Linked DNA regions of Sus scrofa: region 2 is linked to region 1. The links are chromatin contacts, called in public promoter capture Hi-C maps. All regions are on one chromosome and are shown on one strand. Each heading gives the region's core, a stretch centred on a gene start, on an enhancer-like site or on the middle of the called end of the contact. The rest is flanking DNA. Distances are from core to core; before and after follow the strand shown.

Region 1 (3,084 bases), core at 540-3,039:
TGGCGTTGATGGGTCCCATCCCTCATTAAAGTTTGGCAAGTAACTGAGACCACTGCAGTCTTTGATCAAGGCCACCCCCAACACCAGCCCAGGGCCCCTTGCTCCCAAAAGGAATCAAAATCAAGTAGAAAAGAAGTTCTTTTATTACAAGTATTATTACTATAGAATCAGATCCTAGGGGTCAGTGGAAACCCCTTGTGAACTGAGCCTCCGGATCAGCACCTGCTTGATGGAAGGGAGAGCCTGCATCAGAGGGCAAGCAGCACAGCAAAGGGCTCAACCCAGTTCTAAGAGTGGTCCCGGCCACCACCTGTGTCCCAGGCTACAATCCTCCTGGTCCATTACCTGTCCCTAAACCCAGCTTTTCTGTGATGTCCGGATTTCATGAGTTTGATCCAGTAACTGCTCATTTTCCTGCCTTTTACATTTGGGAAGTTCAAGCTCTGTCATTTCCTCCAGCTACAGAAGAGGGTGGGGTTAGTGCTGCAGCCCTGAATTATAATTCAGCATCTTTTCAACTCAGTGTGTGTTGAATGAACCCTTACTGTTCATCTTCCTTACCTGTTCCTGTAGCCCTGCCCTCCTACAGGGCCCAACCCCACGCAGGGTGAGCGCAGCCACACAGCAGTAGCCAGACAGAGCAGCCTCCGCTGCAGACATGAGCAAAGATGGGATCCAAAGAGCCAAGGCTGTATCCTAAAGTGAAGGGAGAGTGGGAGACTAGCGGGAGCAGGCAGGAGTGGCACAGTAGGGACAATTAAAAGGCAGGACCCCGGCTCTGCGGACTGCAGAAAGGCTGGCGAGAAAATAGACTCACATAGATTCTGGTGGGATCAAAGGGGCAGTCAGCGTGTCCATGCCCCTCGTCCAGGGGTAGCAAAGGATCCAGCAGTCCTGGGTGGCAGTCAGCAATAAGACGCCGGCCGCCATTGGCTATAGTCAGTGACACAGCGAGGAGGAGCCCCAGGGAGCAGGCCGCAGACAAGAGAAGGTTCACCAGAGCTAGTGCCAGTAGGGCCCAGTGCTGGCAGGGGCAGAAGATCAGGGTGAGCAGCCTGGGGGGGCAGGGACGGCAGACTCTCCCACCGACCAGACACCTCGATTATTCTCTGAGGCACCTCCTCCCACTGCAGATAAAGCGGAGTCAGCCCCCATTTCCCAGATTCCAGGCCTCCTCATCAAAGTTCCAGAAATCCCCTCACCAGTTGTGGGCGAAGAAGGTTCCTGGATGCCAAGAGGGCCACAAGTCCCAGGGAAACACTCTGGAAGACAAAAAACTTGAGGCCCGCGCAGCTCTCTGGGGCCACCCGCCCGGCCACCCGCGGCCCGTCCCTACTGCGCTCACCAGCAGCCCAGAGCCCACGGAGATGATATTGGCGGTGGTGTACTCCGGGGTGACGGCGCCGCGGGGATTGGCCACGTGCCGCAGGACGGTGCCGTGCAGCACGGCCCCCAGCAGCAGGTTCACGTGGCCCACCAGGATGAGCGCGAGGCCCACGCGCATGAGCCGCGGGGGCCCGCGGTCCGCGTCTGCAAAGCAGGGGGGGAGGGGCAGACCTGAGCCGGAGCGGACCGAGGGCACCAGGGGCCCTGGGGCGGGTCGAGGGTGGGCGCGGAGGAGCACGCCGCCGCCGCCACCCCGCCACCGCCACCGGAGGGGCCGGAAATTACCGAAAGTGCAGAGGCGGCAGCGCTTCATCCCGTCGCTGGAGCTCGCCGCGGGGCAGCCCTACCTGGCCCGGGCCCCGCCCCCGCTGCCCGGCCAGTTCCGCCCGCCCAGCGCACCTGCCGCCCGCCTCCGCGCCCCCTAGTGGGGACGGCGCGCGCAGACACACACACACACACACACACAACGCGCGCGCGCACACACACACACACACACACATACGACGCGCACGCGCACACACACACACACGACGCGGTAGCAAAAAGTAGACTTTTATTACAGCAGCAACTGAGGCGAATCGAATGGCCCCCCAGGGCCACCACTGCAGCACCACCCTTCTCTCCCGCCCCGTCCGCCCCAGCGGGATTGTAGAATGCAGCTCCCCCGGCGCCCGTGGGCTTCCTTTCCACACAGGCTGGGCGGGAGCCGGCAGGTCAGCTACGTGCCCCCAACTAGAAGGCGGCTGCTGAGAAGGCCCGGGCCCACGTCTGTGCAAAACAAGTAAACAAAGTGCAGAGGGAGGGAAGAGACGGGGAGGGGCAGGGAGGGTGATGCTCAGAACCAGGGGGCCCCAAAGCCCTCCTGAATAACAAAGGAGAGAGGGGCCTCACAGGGTAATACTGACTGGGGGGAGGGGCGGGGGCTGCGGCGCGCCTGGTGACAGCCACAGCGCAGGTTGGGGCCTGGCCCGAGGAGCTCTAAGAGGAGACGGTGACAGCGGCTGAGTTGAGGGTGCTGTTCCTGGCGAAGTTGAACTTGTTCAGGGTCTCCTCCAGCAGGGAGGTCAGTCGGCTCTGGTCGGCCTAGAGGAGAGAGCTGGGTGAGGCGGCCGCAGGGGACGGCGGGGACAGCGCGGCGGCCGGGCCGCGGGGGGCAGCGCCTCACCTCACTGATGAAGCCCAGCTGCACCAGCTCAGCCGCCAGCTCGGGGATGTTCTCGTCTGACAGAGAAACGGGAGAGCGTGAGCACAGAGCCCGAGGCGGGGCCGCGGCCCTGGCCACAGCCCCGGCGGGGTGACCCTGGCTGGGAAGGAAGGACACAAGCAGGACTGTCAGGGCCACCCTCCAGTTGCAGGGGCTAAGATATTCACTCTACAGCAGTGGAGCTGTCACTGCCCGGTCGCCTTCCCCACCCCCGAATGTGTCCGTGGCAGATAAGGCTCACGGACTCCCCATCCTCTGAGGGTAAGGAGACTCACTTGGCATCAGGTCACAGCTCAGGTGCCGGTTCAGTTTGTCCTCTAGCTTCAGCAGAAGCGTCAGCTGGAGAAGGGGACAGTCAGGCCACGAGGCTCCGCCGACCCCCCCTCCGCCGCCCCGGCCTCCGCGCCCCGGCCCCGAGCCTTACGTGGTGTTTGACACCCTCCTCCACCGACTCGATGTTGCACTGCATCAGCACCACCTGCGGGAGAGGGGAC
Region 2 (2,792 bases), core at 159-2,658, 190 kb after region 1:
CCTAGAATCAGGACAAAAATGAGTGTTGAAGACTACTGCCGCTGCGCTATGGTGACTGTACAAAAAACTTGTGGTTTTGTTTTTTTTTTATTACTTGTACTCTCAGACGGCAACTTAGTTACCAAATTCCAGAGGAGGAACAGGAGAAATCTCACTGGAAGAAGCTGTTTTCTTATCTAGATTTAATAACTCTACTGAGAAGTGGTAAAAAATGAGGCAAGGTAAGGAAAGCAGGTTTAGAAGATGCTGGCCAACCTCATGGATTTTGGCAGGTGAACTGGAACCTGCCATCACTGAGAAGGGTGTGGCCCTAGTTTCCAGGCTCTTTCCAGTTAGTTTCCGTACTCTTTTGTTTTATCCCCACCTGAGGCATATGGAAGTTGGGGGGGGGGGGAGGCAGGGACCCAAGCCAGGGACCACAGCAGCGACCATGCCAGATCCTTAACCCACTGTGCCACAAGAAAATGCCAATTTACATACTCTTAAAGCATGGCTCCCATCACACCGTTCTGCTGCCAAACAATCCTCACTGGTTCCTTACCAGAGCCAAGACTTTGGCTTGGTCTCCAGCACTCTAAGCTTCTCAAGGAAACTAACACGCCTTTCATAGCGCTTGGCTATTACTTCGGTGTGCATCTGTTTTCTCCAGGATGCCAAGAGGAATGTCAGTGTCTTTACTTCACTAACAGTTAATAATTACTGTTTGAAAAGGAATGTAGAGAAAGCATTGGGTGCGGCTACCTTGCTGAGCCCGAACTCATCCACTTCATCTGGGGGGATGCCGTAGTTACCGATCAGAGGATATGTCAGCACTAAGATCTGTGCTTTGTAGGAAGGGTCTGTGAGAGCCTCAGGGTAGCCGACCATACCGGTTTGAAACACTGTAAGAAAGATGCAAGACTGGGGCTCAGGCGGGGCACCCTTCGGAGCACTGCCCCGCGCGATGAGAGCGCCCCAGCGCAGGCTGCCTCGACCGTGAGGGATAAAAGGGGCTAGGCTGGTAAAAGGCGGGGTACGGAGTGTGCAGGCGGGAAAATGGCGGGGTCTGGGCAGGGCAGGTTGGGCAGAAAAGGGCAGCAGAGTGGGATGAGGTTGGCAGCCGGCCCGAACTTGCTTACCCACTTCCCCGGCAGTCGACACAGCAGCCCCAAAAGGCTGGCCCCGCAGGACCGACCCGTCCTCCAACACCAGGGCCGCCATGGGAACGGAGCTCAGAGGCGGGGATGAATACAGACAAGCGGGAAGCGCAGCAAGCCCCAGCCGATGCTGGAACCACGTGAGGATGGCGCGCCCGGAGTCGGTCCACGTGGCCAACCGCGCCGGTGTCTGGAGCAAGAGCGGTGTGGAAAGCGCAAGAGCCCAGGCGCGATGGGCGGCGGGGAACTGCGGCGGCGCAGGCAGCTGGCGGCGTGAGGGGCGGGGCCGGAAACGTAAGGGGCGGGGCCAGGGCGCGGCAGGGTTGCCTCACCTCCTCTCCCCCACGCCAGGCGAGGGGTAACCTGAGAAAACCGGCCCTCCCAAAGTAGCTTCTCCCACCCCAACCAATAAACACACAAAGCCAAGCCAGGGCACCTTCCCTTAAAAGAAAAAAAAAAAAGGGAGAAAGAGAGAAGCAAAAGAAAAAATTTATTATGGTCAACAGCACAAATGAGAACTGATACTAGTCCACTCCTGGGCTGGTGCGTCTGCAACACACTGAGGTTATGCAAATTTCCATCTTCTTTCTAACAACGACTTCCGGTCATCTTTGCTGACCAACGATGTCTAGGAAGCAAATCCCCCTGGCTGGGCTAAGATGGGGATGATCTTTAGGTCAGTAAGAAGACCTCTGTGGTTCATGAAGCCTTGGCTTTTCGGCGTTGAGTCCCCCAAAGCAGGATGGAAATGGATAATGTTGTGGATCCCAGAATACCGAAGAACATGAGCAGTGAGAATGAGCCCTGTGAATAACAAACCCAAAAAACTTCATACAGGATTACACCAAGGGCTTACAACCCAACACCCAGTTCTACCCTAGTATACCAGTGCCCTCATCCAGGGCAATTCTCTTATAGTTTCCTTCTCTGGGTGACTTGAATCAGCTTCTGGTCTGATGGCTTTTTTTTTTTTTTTTGTCTTTTCCAGGCCGCTCCCGCGGCACATGGAGATTCCCAGGCTAGAGGTCCAGTCGGAACTGCAGCAGCCAGCCTACGCCAGAGCCACAGCAACGCGGGATCTGAGCCGTGTCTGCGACCTACACCACAGCTCACGGTAACACCGGATCCTTAACCCACTGAGCAAGGCCAGGGATGGAACCCGCAACCTCGTGGTTCCTAGTCGGATTCTGTTGCAAGACATGTTTCCTTGAAAACTCCATCTTGTCCTTCTTTACTTTATCCCATCTTCTTGTCTTATTTTATCCCATCTTCCTTCTTGGAGAAACAGTCACAGTGCTGGTAAATGACTTAAGCTTAAGAGCAAAGACCTAAAGGCATAAGTGACTTAAGTTTAAGAACTGTTATGTGCCTAGAGGTCAGAGTAAGAGCTTAACCCTTTACCACCTAAGTGGCTTTCTAAACAAACCCTGTATCATCCACCCATAGCCACTCCTCACTTAATCTCACAATAAAAGCAGTGTGGTTTCTTGAGGCAGGGCTCTTGGTCCCTGAGACCTTGAGTCCCTGGCTCCCACCTATACTTAAGATAAATGTCCCAGTGTCTTGTTTTATGTTAACTATTTTTCCTTAAGTTCCACAGCACCCGTTCTTCAGCCCCATCCTGCTGAGCTGGCCCCGGCAGGATTCATTAACCAC

What was found. Promoter capture Hi-C pulls out the DNA fragments that hold promoters and counts their contacts.
Region 2: a promoter capture Hi-C map of fetal liver shows a contact between it and region 1, with 2.6 times the contacts expected there. The contact joins the promoter of CAD here to the promoter of KRTCAP3 in region 1. A contact is called at or near these places in 2 of 5 promoter capture datasets (fetal liver and fetal skeletal muscle) and 1 of 47 Hi-C or Micro-C datasets (epiblast stem cells).

Annotation. Positions count from the first base shown.
Region 1 is chr3:111,718,456-111,721,539 of Sscrofa11.1, forward strand. KRTCAP3 (keratinocyte-associated protein 3) reads right to left here and starts at 1,790. Exons shown (of 7, transcript XM_021087684.1): 1 at 1,672-1,790; 2 at 1,346-1,530; 3 at 1,203-1,262; 4 at 818-1,024; 5 at 562-696; 6 at 346-459; 7 at 126-222. The coding sequence starts at 1,699. The coding sequence ends at 352. NRBP1 (nuclear receptor binding protein 1) reads right to left here. Exons shown (of 18, transcript NM_001244239.1): 15 at 3,015-3,068; 16 at 2,866-2,929; 17 at 2,552-2,607; 18 at 1,923-2,469. The coding sequence ends at 2,365. IFT172 (intraflagellar transport protein 172 homolog) reads left to right here. Exons shown (of 50, transcript XM_003354889.4): 50 at 1-49.
Region 2 is chr3:111,913,103-111,915,894 of Sscrofa11.1, forward strand. It overlaps CAD (CAD protein), which reads right to left and starts at 1,409. Exons shown (of 46, transcript XM_021087696.1): 1 at 1,119-1,409; 2 at 742-881. The coding sequence starts at 1,200. It overlaps ATRAID (all-trans retinoic acid-induced differentiation factor), which reads right to left. Exons shown (of 8, transcript XM_003125294.4): 8 at 1,608-1,940. The coding sequence ends at 1,836.